Regions from separate parts of the Mus musculus genome. Here region 1 is linked to region 2. The links are chromatin contacts, called in public HiChIP or PLAC-seq maps. All regions are on one chromosome and are shown on one strand. The core of a region is the stretch at or near the end of the contact, and the rest is flanking DNA. Distances in the headings are between cores, read along the strand shown. Region 1 overlaps Rabep1 (rabaptin, RAB GTPase binding effector protein 1). Region 2 overlaps Mink1 (misshapen-like kinase 1 (zebrafish)).

What was found. HiChIP or PLAC-seq counts read pairs in DNA pulled down with a chosen protein or histone mark.
Region 1: a CTCF HiChIP or PLAC-seq map of the NIH/3T3 cell line shows a contact between it and region 2, with 5 read pairs. The contact joins two enhancer-like sites. A contact is called at or near these places in 1 of 15 datasets of contacts at CTCF or cohesin (the NIH/3T3 cell line) and 1 of 115 datasets of contacts at active chromatin or transcription factors (bone marrow-derived macrophages).

Annotation. Positions count from the first base shown.
Region 1 is chr11:70,864,436-70,868,021 of GRCm38.p6, forward strand. The region is part of intron 1 of Rabep1 (rabaptin, RAB GTPase binding effector protein 1); the gene reads left to right. Among named protein-coding and RNA genes, the nearest start is that of Rabep1, 21 kb to the left of the region's middle. Within about 2 kb of position 1,391, at least 12 of the 459 cell types and tissues checked have an H3K27ac peak or open chromatin away from gene starts, as enhancers often do. A contact at or near this core is called in the NIH/3T3 cell line and bone marrow-derived macrophages, where this site is marked.
Region 2 is chr11:70,578,350-70,581,584 of GRCm38.p6, forward strand. All of the region lies in intron 1 of Mink1 (misshapen-like kinase 1 (zebrafish)), which reads left to right. Among named protein-coding and RNA genes, the nearest start is that of Mink1, 17 kb to the left of the region's middle. Within about 2 kb of position 1,777, at least 132 of the 459 cell types and tissues checked have an H3K27ac peak or open chromatin away from gene starts, as enhancers often do. A contact at or near this core is called in the NIH/3T3 cell line and bone marrow-derived macrophages, where this site is marked.

The sequences.
Region 1 (3,586 bases), core at 141-2,640, 290 kb after region 2:
CCTATCTGCAAGAGCAGTGTGCTCTCTCATTGAGCCAGCTTTCTAGCTCTTTACCTTTACTGTATCAAGTTAAATATATTACTTATATTAGGTAATCCTTTTAGCCTGGCAGTGGTATCGCATGCCTTTAATCCCAGCACTTGGGAGGCAGAGGCAGGTGGATTTCTGAGTTCGAGGCTAGCCTGGTCTACAGAGTGAGTTCTAGGACAGCCAGGGCTACACAGAGAAACCCTTTCTTGAAAAACAACAACAACAACAAAAAAAGTAATCCTTTTAATCTTTTTAAAGGTAGTTTCATTTCTGCTTCTAAGTTGAGTAAATGAAAGTTGAGTAGAAGCTGGGCTTGGTAGTGTTGGTCTTTAATCCCAGCATTTGGGAGGCAGGGGCAGTTGGATCTTTGAGTTCAAGGACAGCCTGGTCTACAGAGCTAGTTCCAGGACAGCCAAGGCTATGTATACAAGGAACTCCATCTTGAAAAACAAAATCAAAACAAACAAACAAAATTCCCTCCCAAGTACTGGGATTAAAGGTGTATGCTACCATATCCAACCTTATTGTTTCTTTGTGAGCTGTTTTTTAAGATTTATTTATTGTTATATGTAAGTACACTGTAGCTGTCTTCAGAAGAGATGGTCAGATCTCATTATGGGTGGTTGCTGGGATTTGAACTCAGGACCTTCGGAAGATCAGTCAGTGCTCTTAACCACTGAGCCATCTCTCCAGCATCTGTGAGCTGTTTATTAAGTTAGAATATATATCAAGTTATTTTTCTTTCTTAACAATATTTAATAATTTTAGATAAAATTCTTATTGCCCATAGAAAACAAAATGTAGAAATGAACTTTTATATATATATGTAACTATATGCAGGCATGTGTATGTCTATTAGTTGTTTTGTTTGTTTTGCAGTTCTGGCATTAAAACCAAGGGTCTCACACATGCTGGGCAAGCCTGCTATCGCTCTACAATCCCAGCTGTTACTGTACTTTTACTTTTTCAGCTGTGGTGGTTTGTTATGGAACTGCTGATTCTCCTGCCTCAGCCCAAGCCTTCTTTTGTTGCCAGTTATGACTACTTTCATCTGAGATTAATTGGAAAAACAATTTCTAGTGGTTTAAAATGTAAAGGGTTCGGTTTTTGTGTGTACACCTCAAGAAATGCTATTTGTCTTCTCAGACATGTCAGTGACCCACACTCCTATTTTCTACTTTCTTCTGGGGACCTGGTTACTGCTATGTTTGTTTGTTTTTTTCCTCTCTCCTGTAGGAAAAAGAAAACAGCTTTGATTTGGGGGTATATTTGTTCTTTTTGATCTTTTGCTGTTTACTTCATTACATTTGCCAACGTCAGGCATGTGAATCATCCTGTTTGGTAATTCTGTTTTTTAAAAGAAATTTCCTTAATGGCTTCACTTCCCTTTGTAATTTGTGGTGCTATCTCACATATGTTTGAACTGTTCAACAAAATGAATTATACTAATGGATTTTCTAATGCTATATAGCTCTAGCATATATGAGATAAACTCTAGATAATTTTGTTGGTTTGATATTCTAGTATGTAGCTACATTTGATTTGCAAATCTTTGCAGTTATGCTCTTGAGATTGGCATAGTTTTTTATTTTGATATTTTATTAGACTTTGTTACCATGGCTATACTAATTTGGAAACACAAATTGGAATTTATTCTATTCTTGACAGTTTAGTATAGGAAATACTTATTTCTTTTTGATTGGTAGAATTTGTTGTGTTCACATTCAGGTTTCATCTTGAATTAAGGTAGGTAGTGTATTTTGTGGATTTTCTGTTGTTAGGCACTGCAGATCCTTATCTATGGGTGACACATTCCAAGACCCCAGATGGATCTGAAACCATGGGTAATACTGAGCCCCACATATTTTATGCTTTTTCCATATGCATATGTACCTATGATAAAATACAAATTAGGCACAGTATGAGGTCAATAATATTATAAAACACTATAATTATGTTTTGTAATAATTGGATAAATGTAATAGTTGGGGCGAATGTAGTCTCTAGCTCTCAGAATATCTCTTTGTACTTTAATCTTTTGTCTAAAAGAAGCATTCTACTGCTTCCCTTTCACTTCCATAAATTGTTAGCATTACTACTTTATGCTTTAACACAATTATTAAGTAAATTAAAGGTTCCATGAGCAGAAGCATGTGACAGTAGCTAGCAAGTTACCAGTGAGTAGCATATATTGTGTGAATAGGGGGGACAAAGATGATTCATATCCTGTATAGGCTGGGGTGGGAGGATGTGAATTCTTTATGCTGCTCAAAATGTACACTTTAAAACTTATGAATTATTTCTGGTATTTTAACTGTTATACTTTGACCACTGGTATTGGAAACTATGGTAAGTGAGACTATAGACAGAGAGGGGGAATACCTTAGTCATAATTCACTGATGTTTTAGAGTTTCAACTGTTCTGCAGTCATTAATACTTCTGGAATGAAATCTTTACACATATTTCCATGATATCTTCTCAAAGACAAATTTCTAGTAAGGAAATTGCCTATGTAAACGTTATATAAAAATTTAAGGCTTTTGTTACTGATTACCATCATAGCCATTTGCCTTGAAGTGTACCTGGAATTGTAGGTCAGATTAACACTAGTTCTCATTTTCAAAGATGGAGTAAAAGGGCCAGCTTGTCAGAGGTAGAACTGACTCTTAGAACCGTGTTCTATTCCAGAGCTTGTTTCTTCAACTGTTTTACCACACAGATTGTGAAGTACTAGTCAGTACTGGGCTGTTTGTTTGTTTAGTTTAGAGTCTCATGGCCTGAAACTATGTAGACAAGGCTAGTTCTGAACTCAGAGATCTATCTGCCTGCTTCCGCCTCCAGAGTGCTGGGATAAAGGCATATGCCACCATTCCAGAAAATGTGATTCTGAACTGTTAATTCCTGTTATAATTCACCATTTTTTGGGTAACTTTGAGTGTTTTCTTACCTAGAAAATATTAGCATCTGTATTCTTTCTTTGAAATTTCTGTAGTTTTCATGTTTCTATCCTTAGATATAATCTTTACCTACATATAGGTAGGCTGATAGCTATTTATCAAAATTCTAATACTTCCCTACCTATGACCTTGATCTGAAAATTTCATATGTAATTTATTCAATTTCCTTGTAAGTAAAATATAACCTTTATGTTATTACTAATTTATAATAAACATTTAATAAGTAATCCCTAATGTAGATTTGATACTATAGTGTTGCTATAGCACAAATGTAGAGAGAATGAAGAAGTATGTCAGTTTACATTTTCTGTGTTAACTGTACAGGGGAAATTTGATTTGTCTTACAACTTAATCAAACATGATCCTAACGGACAGTTTATGTTGCATCAAGCTTTGTTCTTGTAAACGATAAAGGCTTTAGGCTATCCTAAACCAATTATTTTATATTAAAGGTGTTGATGAGATTTGTGGTTTTTATTAGCAATTGTTTACCTAGAATGATAGAGAAATATTATATGAGTACATTGTTTTCAGCTGATTTAAACTTAAATCCCTCATGCCAAAATACTGAATCATAAAAATAGCCTTAAACTCAGGC
Region 2 (3,235 bases), core at 527-3,026:
CCTAGAGCTCTCCAGCCACAGCCCCTCAGTCTTCCAGGGTTCCTGAGAGAAGGAGTGACTTAAATCATACCCAAACACGAAACTCCTGCTGGATTTGCCCCGAGTCAGGGTTCCCTGCAGTCCCAGGGCAGTTTCTTTGCCCCTGCCTGCTTTTGTGAAAACTATGGGCCCACCCAGAGGAAGCACTCACGGGGGGGGGGGGGGCAGTCTGGTGGGGATACACTTGGGATGTGAGAGGCAGGGCTTCTGTATAAACATGCAGCAAGAGCTTTCTGTAACGTACAGACTGAGGGCTGGCTAGCGAGCATATTTGGCTCCCCTGTATCCTTGGCTGGGTTAACTTACTGTCCCTGTGGCTTCAGCTTAAATATCATGTCCTTTGCTGGCTTTCCTTCCCTATTGGTCTGTCATAGTACCCAGTCCCCTTTCTTTAGGACTTATAGCTGTGTAACTAACTGTATCTTCCTTCAGTAGATGCCTTCTCGAGTAGATGCCTTGTCAAGTAGACTGTAAGCTCCCTGAGGGGAGGGCTCTCTATTCTGTATTACCTGTCACGTTCTAGTCACTAACACCTTCGCTTCCCAGCTATTTCATTAAAAACAAAAGTTTTATTTTATCTGTATGTTTGCCTGCATGTATGTATGTGATTCTTACACACGATAGGAGCTCGCAGAGTCAGAACAGGGCTTGGGAACCCCTGGAGCTGGCGTTACAGGTGAGTGTGAGTGTGGAGAGTGTGGTTGCTAGGAACAAAGCATGTTCTGCAAGAGCAGCCAGCTTAGAACTGCAGAGCCAGCTCTCTACTCTGCTTCCCGTGTAAGAACAGGCTAGCTTTAACTTGTGATGCATCTGGGTGACCTTGAACTTCTGCTCTTTCTGCCTTTACCACTTGAGTGCTGAGATCACAGGTGTGTCCACTTCTTGCAGTTTTATGAGATGCTGAGGATAGAACATGCTCCATGCGTGTAGGCTTCATGCGTGTTAGGCAAGCACACTCCCAGATGAGGTACACCCTCAGCCTTAGGCACTTGATGTTTAATGAGGTGAGTGTGTGTATGTGTGTCTGTAGGGGTGTGTGTGTGTGTAGGGGTGGGTGTGGGTGTAGGGGTGGGTGTGGGTGTAGGTAGGAGTATGCGTGCCATGGCACACATGTGGAAGATCTCCTTGTTTACCTTGCACTTTTACATATGTTCCCGGTTAGCAGGCTATCGAAGCAAGTGCCTTATCTGCTGATCGATGTTTGGTGAGTGAATACATGAACTGACTTGGAGTTGGTGTGAGAGGGGTCCGAGGAGGTTTCTTAGGCAAAGTGGAGAGCCAGGCCTGGTGAAAAGTTGGGTGGCTGTGCTGGTTCCATCCTGCTGGTCAGGAAGTTCCTCCATACCCAGCTCCCTTTAGCTGCGATTTTTTTTTTTTCTGGCTTGGTTCTTGGTGGAGCCAGGACTACCTGGTCTCCACCCTGTAGAGAGTAACCCTGGCCTTCTTTCTAACTCTGTGATTCAGACAGTCATTTTCCACACCCTGCTGTCCCTACCCTCCGCCCGCTCTTCTTCCCCTGACTCAGCCTGGCACTCTGTGCTCAGTTCTTGGTTTTCTTTGTCGGCCTCTGAACACTTTAGAGCCTTCAGTAGGCCGCTGTCTGTCTGGGGTGGGGTAGGGTGGGGTAGGGGGTGCTCTTTTCATCTGGCCTCACCTTTCTGTCTCCAGTGGTGCCTGGGCCTTCTATGTTAGTAGGCAAGTGCTTTCCCACTGAACTACATCCCCAGCCCCTTTACTTCCTGTTTGAGACAGGGCCACAAGTTGCCCACACAGGCCATGAGTGTGTGTGCTCCGCCTGCCTCGATCTCCTGAGTAGCTGGGATGACAGGCGTGTGCCACCAGACGCAGCTGCTCATTTCTATAGTTTTTTTTTCTTACCCTTTCTTATGGCATCCTGTTGGACTTCTTGTATAACTAGAAGCAATATAGAGCTAAGATGGGCCACAGGTCTCTTCCTTGGCTCTGTGGACACCTGATTCAACAGTAGGAGGCTGGCAATGAGGAGTAATGATTTGTTTGTGCTGCGGCTGGAAATCGGCAGGGAGAAAGAAGCCTTGTTATTACCCAACCCCTGATTACTGCTGTAGTCCTCCTCCGTTACCCAACCCCTGATTACTGCTGTAGTCCTCCTCCGTTACTGCTGTAGTCCTCCTCTGTCAGCTTGGTAGCTGCCAGAGTGAATGGGCCGGTGTCTCCTGCCTGCTTCCTTCCTGCTTCTAGGCCTTCCCTTCCCCACTGGAACACAACCTTCTCCCTACCTCCCTCCCTCCCTCCCTCCCTCTCTTTCCCCTCCCCCCCTCTGTCTCCCTCTCTCCCTCTCTCTTCCTCCCCTTCTTTCTCTCCCCCCTTCCTCCCCCCTCTTTCTCTCCCTCTCTCTCCCCCCCTCCTTTCTCTTTCTCTTTCTCTCTCTCTCCTGCCTCTTAGTTCCACTCATTCTCTTTTTCTCCTAAGCTGCTCCTTTTCACTCTTGAATGCTAGAAACATCGACTGTCTTAGAAAACCACCTCTTGCCACAGATTCTCTGTTCTGTGGGGGTCGATTCTTACAGTGACTCATGCAAATTTGTAGCATGTTATGGACTTGAAGATGTTTTTCCATCTGTGAATTCTTGTGAGAAGAGATGGGGTGGCAGTGTGAGGTTAAAGGATGTGCCCAGCTATCATTGCATCCTGTGCTTCTGACTTCCTTTCTGCACCAGCTACAAAGGCTTGCCTTTCAGCATCTTCTTAACACTTCAGTACCTTCCAGGAAGCTGTTGTCTGAAGAGGGGAAGGGTTTTTACCTTCTGTCCTTCCCACTGAGCTACATTGCCAGCCCCTTCTTATTTGAGACAGGGTCACAAGTTGCTCACAAAGGCCGTGAGCATGTGTTCTTCCTGCCTCAGTTTCCTGAGTAGCTGGGATAGCAGGCATGTGCCACGTCACAGGGCTGCTCATTTCTTTAAATCTGTTCTCCAGAAAGTCTGAGCGTCATCTCTTCCTGCCCTCCTGAGTGCATGGTCTTACTCTCTTGTTACTACTTGGGTTTTGCCAACTATAAGAACGGTCTCCTCCTCTTAAAAAAAAAAATCTGCTTTCAGGTAATACTTATCTATGACCTCCCTCCCTGCCCCCCATTACTTTTAGAGACCCTTGTTTTTCTCCCTCCTTCTCTGGAGGCAGGGTCTTGAATAGACTAGGCTGGCTTACACGGTTTC